Regions from separate parts of the Mus musculus genome. Here all the other regions are linked to region 2. A link is a contact called in public Micro-C and promoter capture Hi-C data. All regions are on one chromosome and are shown on one strand. Each heading gives the region's core, a stretch centred on a gene start, on an enhancer-like site or on the middle of the called end of the contact. The rest is flanking DNA. Distances are from core to core; before and after follow the strand shown.

Region 1 (3,310 bases), core at 672-3,171, 350 kb before region 2:
CTGGGAAAATGTAAAGCTACATTCAAACCTCAGGACACATACTATCCTAGTTTAAAAACCAAGTGAACCAACATATAAACGGAAAAAATTAGATTTCAATAATATCCAAAAGGAAATTAAAACAAGACACAAAAAAGGTCTAATACTGAATCAAAATACCAAAGCTAATTTTAAGGAGATATATTTTATTACATTAAAGAGATGGGCTAAACATCATGACTAACTAGAAAAGGATTTTTTACAACTCACTTCAAATACAGTGTATAAAGAACTATTAGGAATAAGGAAGAAAAGATAAACAAAATATTGAGAAAATGTGTGAAGTTCAGAATACAGTTTACATAAAACAAATATAAAATGCTAGTTAAATATATGAAAACATAATCTTATTTATTTATGATAAAAGAAATAATTATAAAACTAAATTGAAATGTTAAGTGTCACTACCAACAAAGCTCCAAAAGTTTAACCTCAGATAGCATGGGTGACATCTCAGGAAAATAAGTATCTCAATGTATTGCTGTGAATGTGGAGTGTGGTACAACCACAGCCTTGCCAATTGTGGGTCTGGTGCATTCCAGTCAACCTGAACCTAACAAAACCTTAGGCATAGGAAACTAGAGACTAAAGAAATACGCTCATCCTCTCTACAGAAACCTCAGCCGACTCACGTGGCAGGTTTAAGAGTCTATCCAGCAACTGCACAGGGCTAACGGACTACAAGGAAGTTCACAACTAGGTAGGTACAGGACAGCAGCCTGCAGTGAATGCTGACTTCAGTGTATCAGATTCAAAAGACATTTCAATTATGGAAATACAGTATGAACAAATTATTAAATAAGCTTTGCTGAAATATAAAATTAGCAAGAAAAAAGATTATAAAATGACTAACATTATGTCATTTAAATTTTTTCATATTCCTATTTATAGAGAAAGACCTGAAAAGTCTGGCTATGGTAATATCTAATAAGAGTGATATTTTAAAAGCATGAGGAAACCTGTAGCAGCAGCAGGAACATGCGTTGTACACCTATTGCTTATTTCTAATGTTCTATACTGCAGTGTTTCAAAGGCGTTAAATAAAGCTTCAAGATTCCCATTAACCTATAAAAGCCCATCTGAAATATTATCTTCCTGGTAGCATGCAGGATTCTTGGAATAACAGAATAATCTCCACATTGGAGCACCATTGCTTAGATCATTCTCTGGCAAATCAAAGATTTTTTTTTTCCTAGATGGTAGGATTTCAATAAAAATAAAGCACCTACCAGTTGAGGTCTAAGAGGGATAAAAGTGGAGCAGAGTGGATTTTCACAGGGCCAGCTGAAATGCCTCCACAAGCAATAATACTTCACTTCCACCTCCCCACCTGAAAACCTCACCAATGAAGTCCAAAAGGCTCAGGGGAAATGGAAACTAACAAACTTCCCATAGCACTCCTGTCTAGGAGAGAGCTGACTTACCAAGACAGGCCTGATGACAGAGCATCTGCCTCAGAATTGCCCTCTGACAATAAAGGCACAACTTCACAACCATGGACACCGTAATTTTTGTTTGGAATCAGCACTGCATTTTTCTACTGCAGCAACATATAAAATGTGTGTGAACACACCTTATAGTGTGATTGTCTACTGACTTAGCATCTCTGTAGTGCATAACTATAATATGGTGGACACCACAGAGACTGTCACAACACACTCCTCTCCTATTGGAGTCTGCAGCCTCATGGAAGAAGAAAGTGGAAAACAAGGTCACCCAAACCAATGATACCTGAAAAGGTTACATTATGAATGAAAAACAAATGAACAAAAAACAAAACAGGGTGTTCTGATGTTGGAAATCAGCATGTGATTGACAGTGAGGGCTAGGGAATGTCAGGGGCAGGGAGTAACATTTGGACTCTGACTGAAGAGTGAGTAGGAGCTTGCCAGGTACTCCATGCAGAGAGACTGTACATAATGGCATGGAGCAGCAAACCCCGAAACAGGACAGCCACAGAACTGAAAGAGTCAAAATAATGGCATCAAAGGAGACTGGAGAAATAAGCAGGGAGCGCTGTGACCTCTGCTATTCTACAGAACTGTACTGAAAGTGGATGGGAAGCACTTGCATATCTGAAGTGGCAGAGTGACAGATCTAACATTCACTTAATATCATTGTGGTACATTGGGACATGCTGGAGAGACTCAAGATTGAGCATGAGAGATGGCGTGGTGGCACATGCCTTTAATCCCAGCACTTGGGAGACAGGGCAGGCAGATACTTGTGAGTTCGAGGCCAACCTGGTCTACATCACAAGACTGTTGAAATGGACTATGTTGAAATACTTGTCTCAAAATAAACAAAACAAACTTTAAAAGAAAAGGGGGAGAAGGAAGAGGAGGAAGAGGAGAAGGAGGAGGAAGAGGAAGAGGAGGAAGAAGAGAAGGAGAGCCATGAGTAGCCAATTTAGGAAGCTAGATCATGCGGCTGGGAGACAACTGTAAAAGGCTAGAGGCACAATCACGAGGACCTGAGTTCATCCCAGCATCCAAAATGGGTGCAGTAATGCATACCCATGATGACCCCTCTGCTGGGGAAGCTGAAATAGGCAGGTTCTAGGAATTACTGGCTAGCCAGTCCAGCCAAATCAGTGAGTTCTGTGAAAGACTGTCTCAAGAAAACAGAACGATTACACAGACACCTGACATCAACCTCTAACATTCACCACAGGCACATGCATGCATGTACACACACACACACACACACACACACACACACACACACCAAATCAGTCAAAATAACAGAGTATTTAATAACAGAGTAGGTTAATGGTGCCCAATTCAGCTCAAAGTATACTTTTGCAAATAAAATATAGCCCACCTTTCTGTTGCTTCCACATGGCAACTACAGTACGCGCAGTGTTGCCCAAAGTCCAAGAGATATATTATCTGGACCTTTATTGAGAAAGTTTGCCAGTCCCAGGGTAGGTATGACAGTAGGAACAATTGGGTTCACAAGTCACAGTCCACCTTCCTTACTCAGGATTCTGTGCTGTAAATTCATCTGTTCACTAAAACTGGTTTGCAATTCCAAAATCAATACTCAGGGCACTTTCTCTCATTCCTATGCAATAGCAGAATAGCTGGGAGGCCATGCTGCCCTCATGTGTGCCTAGCTGAAACCCAGCAAAGTGATGCTCTGACTTCTTATTTCAGCTCTTACATAGGGAACAACTGCCCTATATACCATATATGGTACTTTTTTTTTTTTTTTGGTCTTTTTGTGGTTTTTTTTATTTGTTGATTTTGCTGTTTAAAAATGCTAAAGA
Region 2 (3,615 bases), core at 761-3,260:
TACAACCAATTCTTGTTTTATTCTTTTTAGAACTTAATGTTGGCTACTCAATTCTGGTTGCCTAGAGTGTTATAGAAGCAGAGAATGTAGGCATAGAATTGGAAAGGTTTGGTATCTACAAATTTTACTTTTATATATAATCAAAATCTAGGGAAACATTTTACTAAGTGACATTACCCTTCAGCTTTTATCAGACTGTTGAAGCTTGCCTTTACAAAAATGAGCACATTACCCCTCTTTTAAAGTGATACGTTTGTGTATGCTATCTGTTGTCAGAGTCCTGTAACTTTAAAACTCGGTAAATTTAACTGCACTTGAAAATTAAGTCAAACTCTACGCAGTTAGTTGTCAACACTGAAAGAACCCTGTAATTTCAATGGTTTTCTCTCCCCAGACCAGTAGAGGGAGACTAAGACATCTGGCCTGGTGGTGCAATGTTTCTGTAATATTGGGGAGGGGGAGCGGAGGCTGTATTTAAATGTCCTGCTGTCAATCAAAGGATACTTCCTACAACCACAGTCACCATATCAGCTCTAACTCCCAAGCGGGCTCTCGTCAAGATACAACATACAACGGTGCCCAGAAAACCTGCCTCACCTAAAGGTGACCGCAGGCTTTGCCACAACACCCAAATAAGGACTTTGGGAGCCCAACCCCAACTAGTTTCTTTGTTTAAATGCCTGCGAATCCCTCCCACGCCGGAGTCAAGAGGCTCTGGCGCCGCCCTTTATTAGCCTCACACTTTGATTACAAAACACACGAGTCGGCGGCCTGGCTGCGGAGGCGGCCCGAGCTCTCCCAAACGTCAAACCTGCGGTGCGGCGGCGGCGGCGGCATCGGAGGGCATCGTCCGCCACCGCACCGCCCCAAAGTTGGATGGCCGCAGTGCCCAGGCCACCGCGGCGGGCCGTCCGGGTGTCGCCAGAGACGCACTCACTGTAAAGTTTGAGGCGCTACAGCGACGCCCGGGAGGGTCTGCGGCGACGTCCCCTCGGCCCGGCCCGCCCGCCCCCCCCCCCCGGCCATAGGGGGTGTGTTGCGGGGTGGGCCAGCGGCTGGCCAAACTGTGCCGTGACGGGGCCCCGCACCTCGCGAGTGCCACATCTGTTGCTCTGTTTACTCGCGCCCGTCGTCCCACCGCCCCGTCCCGCCGCCCGAGGAAGTTTGATAAAGAGAGAAGGGGGCGCGACGGGACCCGCGGCGGGGGCGACCCGCGACCGGACCGAGCCGCGGCCGCCCGGAAGCGCAGCAAGCGCGGCGGCTGGCGAGGGCAGGCACGGGGCGAAGGGAGCCCGGGACACAGCAGTGGGCGGCAGCCAGGGCGGTGGGGGGACCGCGGGCTGCGGGCCTGCCTTCGCTCCTCCGCCACCCGAGCCGTGCCGCCCACCGCGTCCCCTCAACCGGGCTTCCCCTGCCAACTTCTCTGCCGGCCCCTTTGTTCCTGTTTGTTGTGGCGACTCTTCGCCCGGGCCGGCCGAGCCCACCGGCTCCGTTCCGCAGCCTGCCGGGCAACCGGGGGCCCCCGCTCTCGCCTCCACCCGGCCCGGACACTCGGTGCCTAAGAGTCGGGACGTGGGGAGCGACGCGGCAGCCGAGCCCGAGGGAGGCGCAGGCGGCAGCGGCAGCGGCTGGTCGGTGACCGCAGGCGACGGCGGTGGGACTGAGGGGGTTTATTTACCTGCCGTGGAACCAGTCCTTGCAGACATCGCACTCGATCATGAAGCGGTTCACGTCGTACGGCTGCCGGCATACACAGTACACGGGCGGAGGCGGAGGGGGCGCCGAGGCCCGACCCGGAGCGGACACCGACCCCGCTGCCGCGGCGGCTCCAGCTGCTGCTCCCGCGGCCACCGCCGCCGCCGCTCCGGCCATCTTTAAAAAACACACACACACGCTCGCTCCTCCGCTCGCTGACTGGAGCGAGCGCAGCCGCCAGCCAGCGCCGCCTCCTGCAGCAGCCGGAGCAGCAGCCCCGGCGGCGGCGGCGGCGGCAGCAGCAGCGGCGGCGGCTGCGGCGGCGGCGTCTTAGTGCGCGCGCGCGAGCGAGCAAGGTCGCGGCTCAGGGGCGGGGGCGGCGCGCGCGCGCGCGACGCGCGAGGCCCGTCGGCTGCTTCCGGCGCTCAGCGCGGGGCCGTGCGTCCCGCGCACGTTCTCGGTCTCCGCGCGCGCTCCCTGGCACCTTCCGCGGCGACCTGCGCGGCGACCCGCAGCGGGGCTGGCGGTCCGGGGAGGGGGCGGAGACGCCGTGAGGGCACGCGCCGCAGTGGCGGCGGCGGGCGCGCGACTGCAGACGGAGGAGGAGGAGGACGGCGGGAGCGTGCGTGGAGCGGGTCTCGCCGTCCTCACTGCTCCCCGAGTGGAAGCCCAGGCTCGCGGGGGAAGTTCCTGCCGTGTGAAAAGGTGGATGCTGTGGCTGTATTCTGAGGCGGAGAAGCTCGGAAGTTTCAGCCCTCCAGGGTCGCTTCGCTTCGCGTCACTTAGCAGCCGCCCACTGAGGATGCCACCCCCGTCCTGCGTGGGCCCCGACCGGGGTGACACGTCAAGCAGTTGTGCCTCCCGAGGTGGAGGAACGCCTTGTGAAACGCACTCAAACTTCCGAAAGCGTCGCGCCCAAATTCCCAGAGAGCAACTTGGAAATCTGTGTGTTGATTGGAGCCGCTGTTGTGGGGGGGGGGAAGAACGTGGTCTCCAGGAGGAATTCCGTTAATATCTGTCGCCAAGGGGGAACCAGGCTTGAGATGGGGTTGGTGAGAGGAATGAAGAACCGGTGTTTTTATAAATAACACAACTTGGCTGTGACTGCTCTGCTCTGCTCTGCTAATTGGGGAAGTGGGGAGAAAATTTTGAAACGTCTTTTCCCTGGGAAGGGAGATGCTACCAAAAAGAAAAAAAAAATCCTTTAGGAGTTCTCTGCGCAACACAGGCCATCACTGTTTTTTTAGTCAAAGGTGAAGCTGAATCAGATGTGAGGTGATAAACTGAGGAATAAAACTACCCAACAAATTTAGAATAGAGAAAAGTGAATAGAATGTTAAGGATTATCAAATCAACTTGGAAGCTGAATCTCTGTGAGCATTTATATCCAGAGAAAGCAATAAAGCTCCCTGGGTAACTTATGTTTTGGAACATGAACAGGTGAGTCAACTCACCGTCCCCAGGCAGTGACGCTCCCTGGTTTAGTCTAGCCTTTATTTTTATTTTTATTTTTTTTCTTTTAGTGGAGGAAATCGAGTAAATTGCCACAATCTCAGAATTGGAACTAAACTTGTTTCTCCGTTATATGCCCAATCCTTTCTGTACTACACAGATGTATGTTTCTCACATACATCACAAGAAAAGAAAGGCCTGAAAATCATGGTTGACACAAACCCAATAAATTTGAAGCATATGTAATTTTAGTATCGTGGCTCAACAAATTCCTGAAAGATCTATTAAAAATTATAGCTAATAATGCCTCTTTTAATTACCTCACTCAGGCAGAAGAGAAAAAGGAGGGAAAGAAGAAAAGCAAAAGGAAGTTATTTATTTAATGTGTCTTAAAGAGGGTGTGTGCGGACTGCACAAGACAACCAGTGAGTGAAAGGCAGCCAAAGCTATCTCATGGAAGCCAGGGGC
Region 3 (3,311 bases), core at 776-3,275, 350 kb after region 2:
GCCAGACTGGAATGGTAGCTTCTGGTACCAACATGTCCCCAGTCACCAGCACGCAGACCCATTTATATGAGTGAAGTAAGACCTGGCAGGTGCATCTTCCAGAATGAACATCCAGACACGAAGCTCTCTGCCAGTCCCTTATTACCATCCCTTACAGTCTCTGAGGAATGGCAAGTTGGCTCAGCCTGATGTCCTGAAAGTTCAATCCTGACCACCCACACGATGGGAGGGCAGAACTGACTCCTACAAATTGTCTTCTGATCTACATACATGACTAGTAGCACATACACAATAAATAAAAATGCAATAAAATTATTTTAATTTAAAAAATAGTCTCAGAGCTGGAGACATAGCTTAGTTGGTAGAGAACTTACTGAGCAAGCAGGAAGCCCCAGGTTTGACCCCAGACATCTCATAAAGGTTTGTGCCACACTCCCGTAATTCTAGTGTTTTGGAGGTAGACTCAGGGACTAGAGAGATGGCTCATCAGTTAAGAGCACGAGCTCGGGCTGCTCTTCCAGAGGACCTGGGTTCAATTCCTAGCACTCACATAGCAGCCCACAACTGTGTGTAACTAACTCCAGTCCTAGAGGATAGGCACTAGAGCGGCCGTGGGCACTGCATGAACATGGTGTACAGACATACATTCAGGGAAACTCATAAAGATATAGTACATTTAAAAAAATTAATTCAAAATCAAGTTCAAGGTCTGTCTAAGCTACCTGAGACCCTGCCTCAAACAAACAAGTCCCTGAACTGAGCCTGCCTGCCTACCAGTAATCCTGAATTTAGAGAGTTAAGACAAAAGGGAGGACTTTAAGTTTGAGGCCAGCCTGGGTCACATACTGAGACCCTGTCTCAAATAAATAAACTGTCTGTTTCTGTTTGCCTTCTGCTTCCTCTCTGAATCTCCAACTCTCTCCTCTGTGGTCCATTCCCTAAAGAGCCTATTCAACTCTTCAGGTGTTTGGTACTGAAGGAGAAAGGCTTTTCTATAGTAACCACAGCAGGTGCAAGTGTTTCATAACAAATTACTGTAAAGTGCCTATTATAACACTATTACCACACTCCACAATTACCTGTCTTTTGGGGAGCTATAGTCACAACCCTGAAAGCCATCAGAGCACCCGGCCAGAAGTCAGCCTGCTCCTTCCTCAGCAGGCTGGTTAAATTAGGGTCCCAGCTCTCTCCTTGTTCCAATCCAGGGCCAAAGGAAGGCACTCCTTAGCTTCCTGTGTCTGCCCCTCACTACAGGATTCCGGGCGCTGAGCTCCCTCTGGCTCAGTGGTCTGACTCCATATCACAGTGACTCTCCTGCACAGGACTATATCCTGTGTGGTTAAGAGACTTACCCTGGGCTCCATCTACTCCCAACTCCATCCTTGGGGAGGAAAGTGGGAGAAGTAAACTTCAACGTACCCCACTTTCCACCACGACAAATCCCGACTAGAGCCGCCTGGACTCCCCCACCCCAGCGTACACACTCGGTCTCACACGCGCGTACTCACTCACAGCCGCCCGGGAGCTCCGGCACAGCGCAGGGCCGGGCTCTGCCCAGTTTCTGCAAGTTTCTTCGGCCCTGAAGTTAGCCCGACCCGGGAAAGAGCTGTGGATCGCTTCCTGCGCGGGTCCCCAGGGCCCCGCTGAAGCGTCCCCAGCGCCGCCTGCGAGGAGCCCCGGCTTGCGCCTGCAGTCTCCTCGTCGCCCCCGCGCGTACCCTCCCGGGTCTCCCCCGAGGTCGCCCGCACTCCGGCGCCCAGCCCTACCTCTCTACGGGCGTCGGCTCCGCGGGTTCTGGGGCGCAACTCGCGGTCGCCCGGGGCAGGGGCGGCGGGGGCCTGGGGCGCCATGGCCCGCTGCCCTCCGCGCCTTTGTCCGCGCGGCCTCCCCCGGCCGCCGCGAGCCCCTCGGGTCCCCGCCGCGCGCGCTCCCGTCCGGTCCCCGCCGCCTCCGGCCTCGGAGGCGTGCTGCGTCTCCTCTGGCCTCCCGCGCGCGCGGCCCCTTCCTCTGCCCTGGGCTGCGCCGCGACCGTCTGCAGTGACGCGCGCCCCCTCCTCCCGACCCATCCCGCGGCTCCAGTGAGCTAATCCGCAGCTGGCGGGCGCCCGGCCGGTTGCCACAGCAACCACTCTCCCAGGGCCCGCCGCCGAGGGGAGCCACGGTAAACAGGACCTTCTGCCGCACTCACTCGCCCCCTCGCCTTTCGAGGGGTGGGGGAGACGGTGGCTTAACCTTTTCTGTGCTGAAGATCGCCGAACCGGTTCTCTGCTACCCCGACTGAGGTCCATTCTTGAGATGCGCTTAGCCAGGGGCCGAGAACCAGATTTAGACAGCACCAAAGCCGTAGCCACACTCCCTGCCCTTGCTTTGTTTCTGAGCAGTTAGGGTGGACGCCTCAGGCAGAATTGGGCTCCACATTTGCCCCCAAGCAACTGACAGTCATGAGATAGGCCTTCGAGGCCCAGTTTGCCCATAAGCAACAACTCACAGTCATGAGACAAGCTATTTGGACCCAAGGGTCCATATTTGCCCCTAAGCAACTCAGGAGCCTGGGCCATAAGGATCCAGGGGCCCACCTCCCTACAGAAGGGTACAGAATGGGTCCCAAGCCCTGGTCAGGAAAAGTGATCAGAGAACTGGCTTTCTACAGCACACCGGTCCCACGGTCCCACGGTTCCACGGTCCCACGGTCCCACGTACACAGGGTGCAGTCAAAGCACTCACACAGGAGGTTTTTAAGACAGTAGGATTGCCAAATTGGGGGGCTGGTGAGATGGCTCAGTGGGTAAGAGCACCCGACTGCTCTTCCAAAGGTCCAGAGTTCAAATCCCAGCAACCACATGGTGGCTCACAACCATCCGTAATGAGATCTGACTCCCTCTTCTGGAGTGTCTGAAGACAGCTACAGTGTACTTACATATAATAAATAAATAAATCTTAAAAAAAAAAAAAAAAAAAGGATTGCCAAATTGGAGTCCACTTGAAAATGCTGTGGGGGCCTTAAGGGAGCCAACACAGGCTGGGGCATTCTCTGGGGCTTTGGTGACCAGCGATAGTGAATCAGTTATAGAAGGTGGAGAAACAGGGCAAGAAAAGACAGCCTGAAAAGAGGGAAGAGTGTGACTGGTGTTGTGGGGGTGTCACATTATGGTATTTGGGGGACCCTTAAGTGGGAGGGAATAAGGATCGATGGGTAGGCCTGGAGGGATTCAAGTGGCCTGGGCAGAATTTGAATATTATGCTAAAGGCAAAGGGGTCCAAGCAGAGAAACACCAGATGCTAAGTGCTCAGGCCTGACAGTGACAATTTAT
Region 4 (3,369 bases), core at 648-3,147, 330 kb after region 2:
CCCACTAGGAATTGGCCTCACTTTAAAAATGAAATCAAGGGTCAGAGGCTTGCTTATTATCACCAAGTTTAAGTAAAACAACTGGGAGTTCAGGCAGATCTCTCTAGTCCAAATCCCATATTTCACCTTTTCACCTTTCAAGCCTTGGTTTCTGTCCCCTACACACCCGAGATAAAGAATGACATGGGATCATCACCTCTCTAAGACTTGATTCAAGAATCTCAGCTCTGCCAGGCCCCAATGGAGACAGCAACCTCAGGAACCCCATAGGGTCAGGCTATTTGGAGCAGCTTGACCTGCTTCTAAGGGCAACAGGCAGGAAATAACTTTCATTCATAACCTTCTGGGATGGTCAGGGTGAGGAAACTAACAGTTACAGTCTGCCAGGCATTGCTCTAAGCACAAGCACAATTAGTAACAGAAGTAACACTTGCCCTGAAAAACAAAAACCAATGCCCATAAATATTCTACAGAAATGTCCAGAGGGGCATTGCACATAATGGCCAGAAAGCAATAAAATGGAAGCATTGAACAAATAATTCCAAATAACCATCAGCCAATGAATGGATAAATAATGTGGTATATCCAGTAATAACAGAATATTACTGAGCCATAAACAGGACTGCAGTACAGACACGTGCTACAACTCTTTTTGCAGAGGAGCCCTGAGTTTGGTACCAAGCACCTAGGTAAGATGGCTAACAACCACCTAACTCCAACACAAGGGGGATTGATGCCTCTGGCCTCTGTGGGCACCTGCCCTGGAAAGAACACACCCATACACAGAAACACTGACACACACAATTTAAAATAAAACGAATCTGGGTCTGGAGTGAGACCTGGCCTGTCTGGGTCAATGGACAGGAACATGCACTGCTCTCGCCGAGAACATGAGTTTGGTTCCCAGAACCCACATCTGGTGATTCATAACCACCTGTTACTGCAGCTCTGAGGGATCCAGGACTTCTGCACCCTGCAGGCACCCACCCGCACCACATACACACGCATACATTAAATAAAAGAATAATTTTTAAGACTCTTTTTTAAAAGTCCACATACTGTGTAATTTCATTTAAAATGTCCCCAATAGGCCAGTCCACACAGACAAAGCAGCTTAGAGGTCATTTAGGGCTTCTGGAGGTTGGATGACCAAGGGACATGCTGGATACGGGTTTCTTTTTCTTTTTCTTTTTTTTTTTAAAGATTTATTTATTTATTATATATATGTAAGTACACTGTAGCTGTCTTCAGACACCCTAGAAGAAGCATCAGATCTCATTACGGATGGTTGTGAGCCACCATGTGGTTGCTGGGATTTGAACTCAGGACCTTCAGAAGAGCAGTCAGTGCTCTTAACCACTGAGCCATCTCTCCAGCCCGGGTTTCTTTTTCTAGGTTTCTTTTGCACAGTGAAAAATTGACCTCAAATTTTGATAGTGTAACAACTGAATACAATGAACTGATCACAACAGGAAGGCCATTTCAATTTATAAAAAGAGTCCTGAAGTAGGTGAACAGTATCTAGCACTAAGCCTCAGGATAGCTGTATCTTTCCCCAAATCCTCATTTTCTGCTTGTGTCAAAGCATTCACTGAGTGGACTTTAGGATCTAAGAAGCAAAAAAGCTAAGCTCAATAAATGCTATGCTTAAAGAAAGCACTCACAGGTAGCAGGTAGTTCATGCACAGAAAGGGGCTAGCTTACCCTGCAGAGAAGCAATCACCTTCTACAGTCTTTCCCTGCCTTCAACCACAGATCCCAAGGCCACTGGCAGCCATATTTAAGCCAGAGACTCACTCCCCCGCAACCCCTAGCAACAGATCCCGGCTAATTGGCTCTAAGGGACAACTTGTGTTTGGCCAATCAGATTCCACTTTAGGGAAGTTGGGTCAATTTCTGTGGGTTTGGAACAGGAAACAGTTGCTATAAAGCAGCTGTTTCCCTCCCTGCGGGCTAAGGAACACAGAGCCTAGCAGTGAGAAAGAATGATGGTAGCAGGCGACTGTGTACGTCCTAGTTCCGACCCTCTTTGGGAAGCCCGCACTCCTGTCCACAGGTTCGATGAGATATCATCATCTTTGTTTAAACAACACAAAGGATCTCTATTGACACACAATGTTATGTTCAATAAGTACACACCTATTTTCCAAAGTGGAAAGGGAAGGGGAGAGAGAGTCTTGAAGAGGCATCTGCATTCGTGTGGTTCATTAGTGGAAGCTGAGCTCTCTAGGCTACTGAGATGGTTTGTATATGCTCGGCCCAGGGAGTGTGGCACTATTCAATGGTGTGGGCTTGTTGGAGTAGGTGTGTCACTGTGGGTGTGAGCTTTAAGACCCTCATCCTAGCTGCCTGGGAGCCAGTATTCTGTTAGCAGCCTTCAGAGGAAGATGTAGAACTCTCAGCTCTGCCTGCACCATGTCTGTCTGGATGCTGTCATGCTCCTGCCTTGATTATGGACTGAGCCTCTGAACCTGTAAGCCAGCTCCAATTAAACATTTTCCTTTCTAAGAGTTGGTCATGGTGTCTGTTCACAGCAGTAAAACCCTAACTGAGACAGCCACTGATGAAACCCAAGCCCCAGCCCTTTGCCTCCAGCCTGAATAGCAGACTGGGTGTGATCTAACAGCTTTCAACACAAACTTAGGAAAACTGCTTTCAGGAAGTCCCTTTTCCTTGGTGAGGCTGATTCCTTATAACTCTGGAGGTGCCAGGAATGTCTGTTGTAGTCTCAGTAAGGCAGATGGCCACAAGACCTAAGTTTCTCTGAAGACTATGAAGGTATTAAGTGCTAAACCAGAGGGTGTACTGAGCCCCAGATGAAGTAAATGAAGTCACCATATTAGAAAGTGTGTAAAATTTCTTTGCATTGCAAAACCACCACCACCCACTAAAAGCAAAACAAACAACCAGTGTGTCCTGAGATAATTTAATGAGTGGCCACTACAGATAGAGGACCAAATAATAGCCACTCCTGGCTTGTTCAATTCTTGCTTTGGGACCTACACTACACGAGACAGCAGACTGCACATTCACCCGGCAGCTGCCGGGGACACACGTGAATGAAAACACTCACAGCATCAGGAGCAGAAGCCAGATCTGGGCTGCTGGGAGGGAGAGGATGCCCAAATCTCTTCCCACTTTTCCCACCCTTCTACTTATGGAGTCATTGGTTCCAGGAAGTGCGGAGCCCCTTCTCCCAGGACCCTGTTGGGAGTGACGCCTACACTGGCTGACCCAGGCTGCCACATCCTCCTGCTGGCCTCAGCAGCTCTCTCCTCCTGACCCAGGGGTCACTGGGAACCCAGCCTGTAAATGACTGTGCTCCTAAAGAGCCCTAGTCTAGTGAGGAGATTCAAAGAGGAAGGGGGT

What was found. Promoter capture Hi-C pulls out the DNA fragments that hold promoters and counts their contacts. Hi-C and Micro-C count contacts between places; a contact is called where the count stands out from the background.
Region 1: a promoter capture Hi-C map of liver shows a contact between it and region 2, with 4 times the contacts expected there. The contact joins the enhancer-like site here to the promoter of Kdm7a in region 2. A contact is called at or near these places in 6 of 39 promoter capture datasets (the 3T3-L1 cell line, 3T3-L1-derived adipocytes, hippocampal neurons and 1 more) and 1 of 115 datasets of contacts at active chromatin or transcription factors (memory CD8 T cells).
Region 3: a contact with region 2 is called in a Micro-C map of embryonic stem cells, with 8 times the contacts expected there. The contact joins the promoter of Dennd2a here to the promoter of Kdm7a in region 2. A contact is called at or near these places in 21 of 39 promoter capture datasets (the 3T3-L1 cell line, 3T3-L1-derived adipocytes, the HPC-7 cell line and 13 more), 19 of 484 Hi-C or Micro-C datasets (the N1E-115 cell line, cerebral cortex, cranial neural crest and 7 more), 5 of 115 datasets of contacts at active chromatin or transcription factors (astrocytes, cardiomyocytes, embryonic stem cells and 1 more) and 2 of 9 other capture datasets (adipose tissue and embryonic stem cells).
Region 4: a contact with region 2 is called in a promoter capture Hi-C map of embryonic stem cells. The contact joins the enhancer-like site here to the promoter of Kdm7a in region 2. A contact is called at or near these places in 4 of 39 promoter capture datasets (cranial neural crest, embryonic stem cells and hippocampal neurons), 1 of 484 Hi-C or Micro-C datasets (embryonic stem cells) and 1 of 115 datasets of contacts at active chromatin or transcription factors (embryonic stem cells).

The regions. Positions count from the first base shown.
Region 1 is chr6:38,858,605-38,861,914 of GRCm38.p6, forward strand. The region is part of intron 1 of Hipk2 (homeodomain interacting protein kinase 2); the gene reads right to left. Among named protein-coding and RNA genes, the nearest start is that of Hipk2, 16 kb to the right of the region's middle. Within about 2 kb of position 1,922, at least 2 of the 459 cell types and tissues checked have an H3K27ac peak or open chromatin away from gene starts, as enhancers often do. A contact at or near this core is called in liver, where this site is marked.
Region 2 is chr6:39,204,763-39,208,377 of GRCm38.p6, forward strand. It overlaps Kdm7a (lysine (K)-specific demethylase 7A), which reads right to left and starts at 2,011. Exons shown (of 20, transcript NM_001033430.4): 1 at 1,679-2,011. The coding sequence starts at 1,872.
Region 3 is chr6:39,555,809-39,559,119 of GRCm38.p6, forward strand. It overlaps Dennd2a (DENN/MADD domain containing 2A), which reads right to left and starts at 2,026. Exons shown (of 19, transcript NM_172477.4): 1 at 1,767-2,026.
Region 4 is chr6:39,536,549-39,539,917 of GRCm38.p6, forward strand. The region is part of intron 1 of Dennd2a (DENN/MADD domain containing 2A); the gene reads right to left. The region is part of intron 1 of 8030453O22Rik (RIKEN cDNA 8030453O22 gene); the gene reads left to right. Among named protein-coding and RNA genes, the nearest start is that of 8030453O22Rik, 11 kb to the left of the region's middle. Within about 2 kb of position 1,898, at least 91 of the 459 cell types and tissues checked have an H3K27ac peak or open chromatin away from gene starts, as enhancers often do. A contact at or near this core is called in embryonic stem cells, where this site is marked.